2 separate regions of the Mus musculus genome follow, and region 1 is linked to region 2. Evidence: chromatin contacts called from public HiChIP or PLAC-seq data. All regions are on one chromosome and are shown on one strand. The core of a region is the stretch at or near the end of the contact, and the rest is flanking DNA. Distances in the headings are between cores, read along the strand shown.

What was found. HiChIP or PLAC-seq counts read pairs in DNA pulled down with a chosen protein or histone mark.
Region 1: an H3K27ac HiChIP or PLAC-seq map of embryonic fibroblasts shows a contact between it and region 2, with 7 times the contacts expected there. The contact joins two enhancer-like sites. A contact is called at or near these places in 6 of 484 Hi-C or Micro-C datasets (adipose-derived mesenchymal stem cells, embryonic fibroblasts, embryonic stem cells and 2 more) and 2 of 115 datasets of contacts at active chromatin or transcription factors (the NIH/3T3 cell line and embryonic fibroblasts).

Annotation. Positions count from the first base shown.
Region 1 is chr4:107,551,920-107,557,935 of GRCm38.p6, forward strand. The region is part of intron 2 of Glis1 (GLIS family zinc finger 1); the gene reads left to right. Among named protein-coding and RNA genes, the nearest start is that of 4930552P06Rik, 42 kb to the right of the region's middle. Within about 2 kb of position 1,997, at least 55 of the 459 cell types and tissues checked have an H3K27ac peak or open chromatin away from gene starts, as enhancers often do. A contact at or near this core is called in the NIH/3T3 cell line and embryonic fibroblasts, where this site is marked.
Region 2 is chr4:107,484,973-107,491,214 of GRCm38.p6, forward strand. The region is part of intron 2 of Glis1 (GLIS family zinc finger 1); the gene reads left to right. Among named protein-coding and RNA genes, the nearest start is that of Gm46866, 53 kb to the left of the region's middle. Within about 2 kb of position 3,794, at least 28 of the 459 cell types and tissues checked have an H3K27ac peak or open chromatin away from gene starts, as enhancers often do. A contact at or near this core is called in the NIH/3T3 cell line and embryonic fibroblasts, where this site is marked.

The sequences.
Region 1 (6,016 bases), core at 747-3,246, 65 kb after region 2:
AAGTGGTAGCCAGACACATAGAGAGCTCAGCTTTCAGTTTTGGAACCGTGGAAGCCGAGAGTGTTAAGAAATGTCAGGATTTATTCACTGGGCTACCTTTCCCGACATGTTTTCTTTCCTTGGGTCCCTGACACTCCAGAGCCTCCACTGCCACCGAGGGGCACTTAGCATCTTTTCTGACTGAGCTGGTCAGTGCCCCTGTAACAGGGACAGAGGGGTTCCCTGAGGAAGAAGAGTCTCTGGCCCTGGGAAACCCTAGCAGTGAATCTAGACAAATGTTTCCATCTCCCTTTAGGCTGTGCTCTGGTATTCTTGTCTTTTGGTTGCTTGTGGAGGCCCAGAGCAGCAGGGAGGTCTGCACACGAGAAGCCTGGAGGATGGCCATTGAGAAGCCTGACGGCAGGAATTTAGCTCAAGCCCATTTTTGATGTAGCCTCGAAGATTGTTTATTCATTTCAAAAGCAGTATGCAGTGTTTTAATATGTGCCATGCAGAGATTGTAACCTGTTAGAATTTATACACTGTAAAATTTACCTATGCTTGTGGACAGTTTTATGAGATGGGGCAGTGGTTAGCGCCATGGTTCTCAACCTGTGGGTCGTGACCAACTGGGGTCAAACAATCCTTTCACAGGGGTCACATATCAGATATCCTGCATAGTAGATATTTACACTACAGTTTATCACAGTAGCAAACTTACAGTTATGAAGTAGCAATGAAATAATTTTATGGCTGGGGTCACCATGACATGAGCAACTGTATTAAAGGGTCACAGCACCGGGAAGGTTGAGAACCACTGGTCTAGAGTCACATTGCCTGTTTCCTCTGTCCTGAAAGGGAGCAGAGAAAGATAGAAGCCCTCAGTGCTAAAACCAAACCTCATCTGAAATCTTCCCCATGCGGAGCCAGACTGAACCCCGTGGCCCATCCTATCTGCCATTGCCTACTCAGGATCCATGGCTTCCTGCCAGGACACACTGTCATCACCACCCACGGAGTCCTGCAGGACAGTCCCAGCCTCTTCTGTGACCTTACCACAACCTTCTCCCTGTTGCTTGCTGGGCTTTTCTTCCTGAGCCTTCTGAGGTCACTGGTCTCAGGGCCTTTGCTTACTGTCAGTGCTTGTCCTGAGGTGGCACGTGGCTTCTGCCTTCCTTCTCCTCAGGCCCCTGCTCAGTCAGCCCTTCCCTGACTCTGTCTGGCCTGCTTCTCACTCTCTAGCTTCTTGCCTTTGTTTGAACTCATAACCTGTAGTATCTACCTGATATCACAGGGTTAATCTGTTTCTTTATCTTTGATATTATCTTCTCTTCTACCAGAACGCAAGCACCAGGAGAGCAGAGATTTTTACTTTTTGTTCAGCACATCTGTGGTGCCCAGGGCAGAGGGAAACTGTGTTTCTGGTGTCTCACCCTGGCACACAGTTAGGTATTCAATGCATGTGTGTTAAAAACACATTAGTTGTTAGCATTTGATATAGCAACTCCTTTTCCATTTTTTAAACCATCAAGCCTTTTATTTTTATTTTTTAAATACGTGGAATTTCAAATCCTGCCCTTTTCTGGTGTTTGTTTTTGTGGCATTATGGATTGAGCTTGGAGTCCTGAGTGTTCTAAGCTCTACCACCAAGCTGTATTCCTGTTGGCCTTCTCATTGGATGTAATTCTTAAAAATGTTTTCTTTTGTGATGAAGATTTTTTTCATAAATCCAGAAAAAAATATGCTCTAACGCCCTGTGATGAGGCGGACTCTTCTACTTTGTGTTTGCGACTGGCAGTTGCTTATCCTGTGTCCAGCTCCTCCAAGTAGATGGTGAGGATCCCCTCTCTCACAGAGACTGGGCTGGCAGAGGGGATGGGAACCAACTCCCTCATGACCTGCCTGATGGTCTTAGTTCCTTGTCAGATACATACTTTGTGGCTTACAGACCATTCAGTAAGTGACTCACATGAGCTGGGAAGAGAAACTTGCAGAATATTATTCACAGACTACATTTTTGAGCAACTGAAACTTTTGAGTCATGCTTGCTGCGTCATGGTGGCTGTGTTGTGCTGGTGTCTCACTGTGCCACGTCTGATGCCTGTCAAATTTCTGTTTATGTTCTGTAGTTGGCTTACTCATTGGACGCACAAAAAGCCTCCTGTTCTTTTCTGTTATCGGTGTCTCTCAACTCTTAAGCTAACAGATTTTTATTTTGGGGTGGAGAGGAAGTTGGGAGGGAGGTGAGTGTGGGCACGTATGTGGCACTGTGTGTGTACAGAGGTCACAGAGTCTCAGGAGTATATCCTCTCCTGCCGTGATGTTAGGGATCGAATGCAGATTGTCAGGCGTACACAGCAAACACTTGGCCCACCAAGCCTCTTCTCTTCTCTTCTCTTCTCTTCTCTTCTCTTCTCTTCTCTTCTCTTCTCTTCTCTTCTCTTCTCTTCTCTTCTCTTCTCTTCTCTTCTTTTCTTTCTTCTTCTTCTTCTTCTTTTTTTTTTTTTTGGTTTTTCGAGACAGGGTTTCTCTGTGTAGCCCTGGCTGTCCTGGAACTCACTCTGTAGACCAGGCTGGCCTCAAACTCAGAAATTCACCTGCCTCTGCCTCTGCCTCCCAAGTGCTGGGATTAAAGGCGTGCGCCACCACGCCCGGCTTCTCCTTTTATTTCTAAATGGGAACACCAAGAGTCCTCTGCAGAGAAAACAGAGGTGTTACCGATGGCATAAAGTGATAGAGCCTTTTTGGAGGGCAGTTCGGATGGTAAGTAGGACCATGCTTAAAACTGTGCTTATCTTTGGACTCGGCAATTCCATATCCAGAAAATTATCCTAAGGCTTTAAATATGAATAAATATAAGATAGGTGATCATAGCCTGGTTGTTTCAGTTTTCTCTTTTCTAAACAACTTAAAATACAACTATAAGGAATGAAGTCTGGTGCAGCCAGGAAATAGGATACTGCACGGTTGTTACGATTACTTATTGGAAAAGTGTTTTCACATCTGGACTAAAACAAATTTGGCTTCTATCAGACTAAAGCGTCTGCCTTGGTCTGTTTTCTGTTGGACCATTCATTACCTGAGGATGGGTACTGATCCTGAGCGAGATCCGCCGACTCATGGGTTGGAGGCTGGGAGCTGATACTAAAGTGCCAGCCTCTGGCAGAGGTCTTTTTTACTGCTTCACGGCATGGTAGAAGGCAGGGCATAGCTGGAAGGTCAGTAGAGGGCAAGAGAGAGGAAGAGGGAGGCAGACTCCCACCACGACAAACCTACTCCTCGGGAGAAGGCATTGTCTGTTCATAAGATACGGCGTGAAGACAAACTCCTGTGAAATAAGTACCAGCTAGGAACAGAAACATTGGCTCATGGTGTCACACAACAGAAGTTAAATTTCAACATGGTGGGGTTTGGTAGGTAGGGTACATTTAATGCTTCAAGTCATTGAAGAGCTGACAAGCCAGCCAGGACTCCACATACACTGAGGTGACTGTGCCTGTGGCTGTCATAACTTCCTTTCAGGCATTTACCACTTGCCTAACTCAAGGGAGCTTTTTGCAGCCTTACTGTGCGTGTAGACTGGATTGGAGCTTAGGGCTACCAGGATAAGGCTGAGTTCCCAGGGAGACAGATGTGCTGGGATTGTACCCTGTCATTTCACGTTGTCTTTCCTGCCCGCTCACATTTGCTGGTGCAGAAATGGCACAGGCCAAGGAAGAAGAGTGGGAGCAGAGGCTGGCAGTCAGAGGCTGAGAAGCGAGGCGAACGTTCAGTGGCTTCAAGTTCTAGGAAGACAGATATTGAAATTCAGAGTCAAGAAGAAGGAGCCTGACATCCCCTGCCTTCAACAGGAGCCCCGAAGGGTGCTGCAAAGGATGAGTTGCAAACACAGCCACAGATATGCAGGGGTACAGGATTTGGGACCAGGAGTGGGGAAACCCAACACAGATTCAGAAGTGGTCCAGCTGCTCCCGTTGTTAGACACAGGAACATGGGGTAGAATAGTGGAGTTAAAGTAAGGGAGGGGGAATAGGAATGAGATGTGCCGTGTTGGGGGCGGGGCTGGATGGAGTTGAGAATCCTGTGCTCTTGCCCTGCCAAAGAAGTAGGAAAAGAACTAACCTGTTAGACAGTAATATGTCAAGGTAACTTAAAAAGAGAGGAAGTTGTGTATGATAAGCTAACAGGCAGAAAGTAGAATAATAAAAAAAGTCTAATATGAACAAAGTTGAGGATGAAGAAGGAAAAATACAGAATAGGTGAGACAAATAAATAGTAAGATTATAGATTTAATTCCAAACATATGGAAATTACATTAAATATAAGTGGTGTAAATGGACTAAATTTTCACATTAGAAAGGTTACCAGAGTGCATAAAAAGCTGATGTCATAGACTGTTGTATTAACAAGGTCTTTTTTGTTGTGACGGCTGTGAAATGCTATGGGATGTTATCTACCCACGCGTGCTGAACGTCGCTCAGCTGTTCTGCTTGGGGAGCCTGGTTTACTGATGTTTGTCCTCACACTGGCTCTCCCCTGAGACACGATGGCTTCTTGTTAAACAAGATGACTTCATCTAGTTCCCAGAGCTACCCACCGCATGCAGGAGAGCAGGGGACGCTCCCTCCTGGTCAGGAACTCGAGTCTCTCCAGGCTTCTGACCTAAACCAACTTGTTTATTGTCCGTGCTAACCCCAGGCTGAGAGGGCCAGGTCCTGCTGATTGGCACTGGCGTCAAGAGAACAGCAAGGGCAGGCTGGGTGCACAGCCAGAGCCTACTCCCTGCCGGGCACCTCGTATATTGTGGTGGTGGTTTCAGCTTCATAAGCCGGGCCATGGAGAAGAGAAAGCATGTGTTCTACACAGGTCACAGGGCTCCTAAATAAAGTCAAGATGGAAACCTGGCCAGAATGGCCACAGCGTCCGCACAGCATCCTCCAGACTCTCCTATCTCATTTTTAAGCTTGATAAATAGGGTCCATCTTCTTTCCTGTCTCTATCAGCATGGGGAAGGGACGGATTGGATACTGGGGTCGTGGACTGGGTGTGTTCTCTTCTTTAGGTTCACATGCTGAAGTCCTAACCTGCAGTGTGGGAAGCAATTGAGGTTAGACGGGCTTATGAGTGCCTGAGTAGCAGAACTACTGCGTTCGTAAGAAGACACCAGAGTGTTCCCTGCTCTCTTTCTGCATGTGCGCATGTACCAAGGCCAGACCATGAGAGCCCGTGCTGAGAAAGTAGTGTCTGCAAGCTGCAAAAACCAGCCTTCACAGGAACCCAAACTGCCTAGGAGTGCAGAACCTAAGCCTTCTGGTCTCTAGACTTGAGAGAAAATAAAGTCCAGTTGTTCAACTACTCTGACTATGGTGCTTGTAACAGCCACAGGAGACTCACCCGGGGAGAGTGGTGGGCGCCTCTCCCCTAAGGCATGGAGCGTATCTCCAGGGATGATGGAGCGTGCCTTGTATGCTCACAGCTGTTTAGAGGTGTGACCGTAGACACTTCCCATACTCTGCTTCTGGAAAACACACGTTAGCATATGTCACAGACAGAGCCAAGGGCACAGGACACGCACGTGACAGGCATGCCATCTCTTTTGGTATTCGTCATTAGAAATGAGTAGAAAAAGGCAGGGCAAGAGACTGTTAATTATTTTATCATCCCACTTTTGACAAGTAAGGCTGTATGCAGATACACGCAGGGAAGACCAACCAAGCCCTTTCACTCTCTCCATGTCCACTGCGGTTCTCTGGCAAGTGACCACTGACTACTTCATTATTTTCAATTTTTTTTTAATGTTTTGCAATTAGTATGTAACAATGTGAGGAAAGAATTGGCTCTTCTGAGTGTCTGGATGCCAGCATGTTTAGAGCCACATGTGTAACCATCTTGGACTGTTCGTGGCCTTCACTCAGCCCTGTAAATCTAGCTTAGCTTTAGGGGGCGGGGAGTGGTTTATGCGGCTCTTGTGGTCTGGGATAAAAGGCAGTGGGCAGCTCTAAGCCTGGTACAAGAGTTCAGCGTCAGGAGCTGCTGC
Region 2 (6,242 bases), core at 2,544-5,043:
CTGGTCTGGGTCCTTCTATTTATTTGCACATCACCAGATGTAAACTAATTTGTTTAGCAAGAAAAAAAACATTTTTATTGCCTTTAAACTGGGCTGTTTCCCTCTGGCTGTCCATCCTGCACTGGTAGACTGGCCAGGAAGCAGAACTTTTGGGAACAGTGTGAGGTGAGGTTGAGGCTGCGATGTCTTGTGTGGGGTGTTTGTCCGCAGCGGTTCCCTAGCAGCGCCTACTCTGCCGCAGCAGCCCGTGCATCCGCAGCCCAGGCATCTCTAGCAAGCTGCAGGCTGCGCTGTGTTCTCCTGTTCTCTTCTGGAGGCTCCTGCTTGGACTCCCAAGAGGAAGCCTGTTTGGTTCCTCCCGCTCTGCTTATTTTGACACGTGGCAGTGTCCATTGTTAACTATCCCACCATACCTCATAGACAAACCACAGTCTTAGGCGGACTGTCAACCCCTTGTGTGGAGCTCATTTCTGTCTGGGCTCCTGTTTGGTGCAGGGGAAAGTGAAAGGCGCCTTAAACACAGGAGGAAGGAGCACTCAGGTTTCAGGGTACTTACTGTGTATGCCAGCACTCAGGTTTTAGGGTGCTTACTGTGTATGCCAGCACTCAGGTTTCAGGATACTTACTGTGTATGCCAGCACTCAGGTTTCAGGGTACTTACTGTGTATGCCAGCACTCAGGTTTCAGGGTACTTACTGTGTATGCCAGCACTCAGGTTTCAGGGTACTTACTGTGTATGCCAGCACTCAGGTTTCAGGGTGCTTACTGTGTATGCCAGCACTCAGGTTTCAGGATACTTACTGTGTATGCCAGCACTCAGGTTTCAGGGTACTTACTGTGTATGCCAGCACTCAGGTTTCAGGGTGCTTACTGTGTATGCCTGCTGCTGGGTTAGGTCCTTGCTGTAGGTCGCGTCTTAATCTTTGGGACTGCAGGGTAGGGATCACCATTCTCGCTCTGCGGACAGTGCTCACAGAGCCCAAGAGTGGAGTGTGAAGGAAGGCTCGTTTGTGCAGAGCCCACTCCTCTCCCCTGCAAGTGCTCCAGAGCGAGCACCTGCACTTGGAGGGGTTCTCAGAGCTCTGGGTGGAGAAGGTGGAGGCAGGAAGATGCCTTGCCTGGGCCCTAGAGGGTGCTAGAGGGTGTGCTTTGAGCTTAGAGTGGGGGGGTTGAAGGAGAGGGAGGGTTGCTTCTGGCCCCAGGACCCAAACCTGGCCAACTGGAAGGGCAGTTCTGTGTCTAGAAAGGGGCCAGGTTCCTGCTTGATCCACCCAGTTTTCCCCTAAGGGATTGGTCTGTGACCAGGACAGTGCGTGAGCTTCTGCTCTGCTGGGTGTGGGGGCCTCTCTCAGTGAGTGAGTATCCTGGGAAGTACAGGGTGAGTAGGTCACAGTGGGACCAATGCAGGCTCTCTAGGGATGCTGTTGAGGCTGCCAGCTGGGGTGCAGTGCCGTGAGTGACATGCGTGGTGTAGGGAAGAGGGGTGAGAGAGGAAGAGAGGCGCAGAGAGATGGGGAGCTTCAAGGAAGCTGTGACCAGCGCTCAGCCTACACAGAGGAGACCCAGCTGGCACAGAGAAGCTCTTCTACTCAGGCTTGGACGGCTACTTGCCAGAGGGTAACTAGGAGTCTGGCTCCACCCAAGGGTCTTTTCCTATCCCTGTCCCTCAAGTGGAGCCACAAAGCTTGCAAGTGATGCTTGTGGTGTGGGGTGTCCCAGATTGCTTCTTCCTCTAGGCTCGATCTAAACCTCAGACCCCAAACCAGAGCAAATGGTGCTAATTTGCTGAATCCCAAACTGAACCCAGGGATTAATTTTTTGTACCTGAACCAAGTCTATGATTTCTTACTGGAAATAAAGAGAGAAGGTTCTATTTAATTTAAAGTCTAACCGCCTTTTCTCCTCTACGATTGCCCGGAGTTGCTTGGACAAGGTCCTGTTGGCTGTTGGCTCTGGGTGATTTTACAGGCTGGGGTGGGGATGGAGTGGGGAGATACAGTCCCCATTGAGAGCTTTTGAGGGCAGGTTTGGAGGAAAGGGTGGTAGACAGTGTCAGCTCAACAGAAGCAGCCAGGGGGCTGGATGGAGTCTGGGTCTTTCTGTTCCCTGCTTGTGTAGTAAGCTCTCTGGAGATGGGAGAGCTGGCCTGTTGCCTGGAGTGAGGGGAGTGGGGCGCAATGCTCTGGAGGTCTGTGCATGAGGTCAGCCACACAAGCTGATCTGGGTGATGCTACCTGCCGGCATGGCTTCGTTTTTCAATATCCTCTTAGGTTTCCCCGAAGACCAAAGGCAAATTAGGGTGTCCCTGCCGGCTGTGGGGCATCATGGTCCCCTTATTTGAGGCTGAACCAGGTACAAACCCAAGCCTCTGATATGGGGGGGGGGTAATGGGTGGGATACAGGCATCTATGTCCACTCATCCTGTCTCTCTGTGTGCTGCACGCAGGTCAGTAAACTTCTCTAAGCCTCATTGTAGGCGTGGGAAAGATGGCCTAGTGACTAAGGGTGCACTCATAGTGTTTCTCCAAAGGACCCAGGTTTGGTTCCTAGCACCCACATCGTGCAACTCACAAACACTTTAACTCCATGTCCAGGGACTTCCAGTGCCTTCTGGCATCAGCAGGCACCACATGTGTGTAGTGGACATAAACTCACACATCACACACACACATACATAAATAAAATAAAAATAAATGAATTTTTTAGAAATCCAGAGAAATAAGACCCTGAGGTACTGAATGTCTTGTCCTAGCTAGGATTAAGGCCACCGCATGGAGTAACATACAGAAGGTGCTCAGAGAGCAATGGTTGTGTGAGTGTGGGGATGAGAGCAGACTCAGGAAAGAGGCCATTTGGGGAATTTTAGCTTATTGAAGTTATGTAGACCCCACTTCTGACCCCAGTCCAGCAAAAGTGGGGGTGTTTGAAAACCAGCTGTTGCTTGGTTACAGGCTTTGTGCCTCTTCAGCCTGTGTGAGCTCCTGGCCTGACGCTAGCGAGCAGTACTGAGTTAGCAATACTAGGTCATCAGTACTGGGTTGGTAGTACCAAGTCAGTGATACTACATGCTGACCTATTACCATGGCCACAGTGAGGAGGGGTCTCAAAGTCTATCTGCTTCAACTCCCCCTGGCTCCTGGAAGCTTGGCTCTCCATATTCTGCTGGGATGACCTCAGGCCTCAGTCTTCCTTCTGTAAAATAGAGCTGTCAGGTCCCTTCTAGTGCTGTAGGGTTGTGAGCTGGCATCCTTTAATGGAGACAGCATTGACTCAGTCTCAGAGGGCTGTGCTGAAGCCCTAGGTTTTGCTTGTCTGCCTCTACTTGAGCCACTTGAGTCTTCCCTTGCACACCTCTTGGAAGAGTGGTTCTCAACCTTCCTAATGATGCAACCCTTTAATACAGTTCCTCATGCCGTGGGGACCCCCAACCATAAGGTTCTTTCATGGCTACTTCATAACTGTAAGTTTAATGTTATGAGTTGTTATATAAATATTTGATATGCAGGATATCTGATGTGCAGCCCCCACAAAGGGGCTGAGAACTACTGTCTTGGAGGTCATGGGCCTTTGTCCTGGACCTGGGCTGGGTATGCCATGATGTCCCCTCCGTGTTTCACAGGGTCACAGGACTCTGGGTCAGACAGGTACTATCTGTGCATGCCTTGGGAGCACAGTTACCTGGTTTCTGTCCCCAGAGACAGAACCTGAGGCACCAGGAAAGGAAATGACTCAGGGCTATGGTAGCTGCCAAGGGTTCTCACCTCCCAGGGCTGCAGGCTTGCTCACCCAGTTCCTGGGCCCTGTCTCCATTGAGCCTCACCATAGAGCAGGCAGGCCCTGAGAATTGTTCTTTTTGGCGGTTTCCAGGGGTGTGGAAGTGTTGGTTGTGACACACACTTCAGGTAGTGCTGGTCCAAGTCGCCCTGACCCAGGGACTGTGTAGTTTCTCTTCCCAGGGCTCCTTTCCTACGTCCCTGCTGAGTAGCAGGCCACAAAGGCTTCGGTGTAAGCTTTAGAGTGTCACTGTCCTGCGTGGCAGAGGGATGTGTAGGGTAGAAGGAGCTTTCTCTTTTTTTCTGGGAAAAATTAGGTCCATGTAGTTGGATTTCATCCTTCTAAATAAATGTCTGCTTGTGCAGTAAATGTTTATGTGTGCCACTCTATCCCAGCCCCTGAGCCAGGAGACAACTGAGAGGAAACCCAGTGTGTGTGTGTGTGTGTGTGTGTGTGTGTGTGTGTGTGTGTGTGGAGTGTAGGCTTCTGGGAGTGGTGGGTGTCCACAGGGAGGGGCCTTGGAAAGCTCCCTGGAGGTATGCCCGAGAGGCAGTCGGGGATTGACGCCAGGTTCCCACCTCTCTCTCTTGGCTGCTTGGCTCACTCTCTCCTGAGGCGTACTCAGAAGGGGCCGGCTTTCCTGAGACAGGCCATTGTCTTGGAGGTGGCCCTGATGCCACTCAGGCACTTTCAGAGCCATAGCATCCCAGCCCCATTGAAAGGTTGTCTAAGCCATGTCGGTGATATCACAAGAAGTATGGTGCGTCGGCCGTGGGCCGAGTTAAAAGCCGTAGAGCGACATGGTCCCAAGTGGAGCGTGTGATTAGGGAGACAGAGCTGATGCGGATCCAGGCAGAACCAGGCTTCCACGGCGTTGGCGCCAATCGGGCTTTATAGGCAGGCAGTGGCAGGGAACACACAGCACTTGCCAGCTTGGGTGATAAGGCTCTGGTGCTGGACTGGCACGCTGGGCTGTGTGCCTCAGCTGTGAGTGGGGACAGGGGAGGAGAACAGAACTGCTGCAGATCCACCCCCTCTTGCTGCCCTGGGTGCCCCGACCCACACTGAATCCAAGCTGCAGGGCTGCCTGGAGGGTCTGTAAGTTAAAGACTTTCATGTGACCCTAACACACCTACCAGGCCAGGAGGGTGTGATTTGACTTGGCGGAGTGCTGCCTGCTCAGCTAGAAACCTGCAGCTGAGCACCTGGCATTGCTTCTAGGCGCACGGCTAAGTAAATAGTCCAAGAAGGGGCATTCTGGGTATGAGGGGAGCAGGGTGGCTTTTCTGCAAGGGAACTACAAGCCAGGGAAAGCTTCCCAGAGAAGGTGACTTTCTTGAGAGAGGTATGGATGTGTAGGCATTCACAGGAATGTGAGAGAGCTCTGTGTAGCGGAGTGGGGCCAGACGGGCGCAGTGGTTCCATTCTGTGCATGGAGGATGGTGGGGCTTGGGCAGGTGGAGCATCTTAGCGCCAGGTGATGGAGGCCAGCTGTTCTAACTGCTCCAGCTGTTTCCCAAGACACCCGCACCCTCCCGGGAAGCTAAGGCAGCGCCTTCAGCTTCAGTCCACTTAGCAACTGGAGCAGTGAGGATGCCTGGTAGGTGCATTAGGGTGGCCCTCATGCCTCCTCCCTCCAACCCCTCCCATGTTCCTCTCCATCTCCCTCATATTCATGGTCTCCTTTTCATTATAATTACACACACACACGTATAAATACTACCTTCTGAGCCTGTTTAGTGTTCCTTGTGTGTATATGATTTCAGGGCTGACCACTTGGTATTGGATAACCAGTTCTGGGGCTCATCCCTGGGAAAGACTAGTTCTCCCATTTTTAGCAGTCCTGATTTGCCTGCAGTTGTCTAAGACGGGGCCACATGAGATCCCCCTTCCATGTTAGCGTGTTCATTGGCATTGCCATTATTCGGGCCTTGTTTAGGCTGCTACATTGTTGAGATCTAATGGGTGTAGCTTCCCGATCATTTGAAGGAGGCAACTATTCACAACAGACTTCCTCATCCGCTGGCTCTTACAGTCTCCACTCTTTCTTCTTCTGTGTTCTCTGAGGCTCAGGTGCCAGAGTTGTGTTGCAGATGTATGTATTGGGGCTGGGCATCCATGATCAGTCCATCTCTGTATTTTGCCCCGTTGTGGTTCTCTCTCATTTTCTCTCTGCTGCAGAGAGAAGCTTCTTTGCCGGTGGGGTGTGTGTGTGTGTGTGTGTGTGTGAGGGCTACACTTCTCTGTGGGTGTAATATTTAGACCATCGTTAGGAATTATACTGGTCTAGTGAAGAGGCAGCCATGGGTCCTCTTTTTAGATTCCATGACGTCACTAGCCCCGATAGTCGGTTAGGTTTCTAGTAGCAGGCATGATTTTCCCTCCTGAGCAGGCCGTGAGTCCACTTAGACGGCTGTTGGTTACCACCAAGCTGTGAAGGCCACTGTTGCACCTTTAGGGGTGCTGAT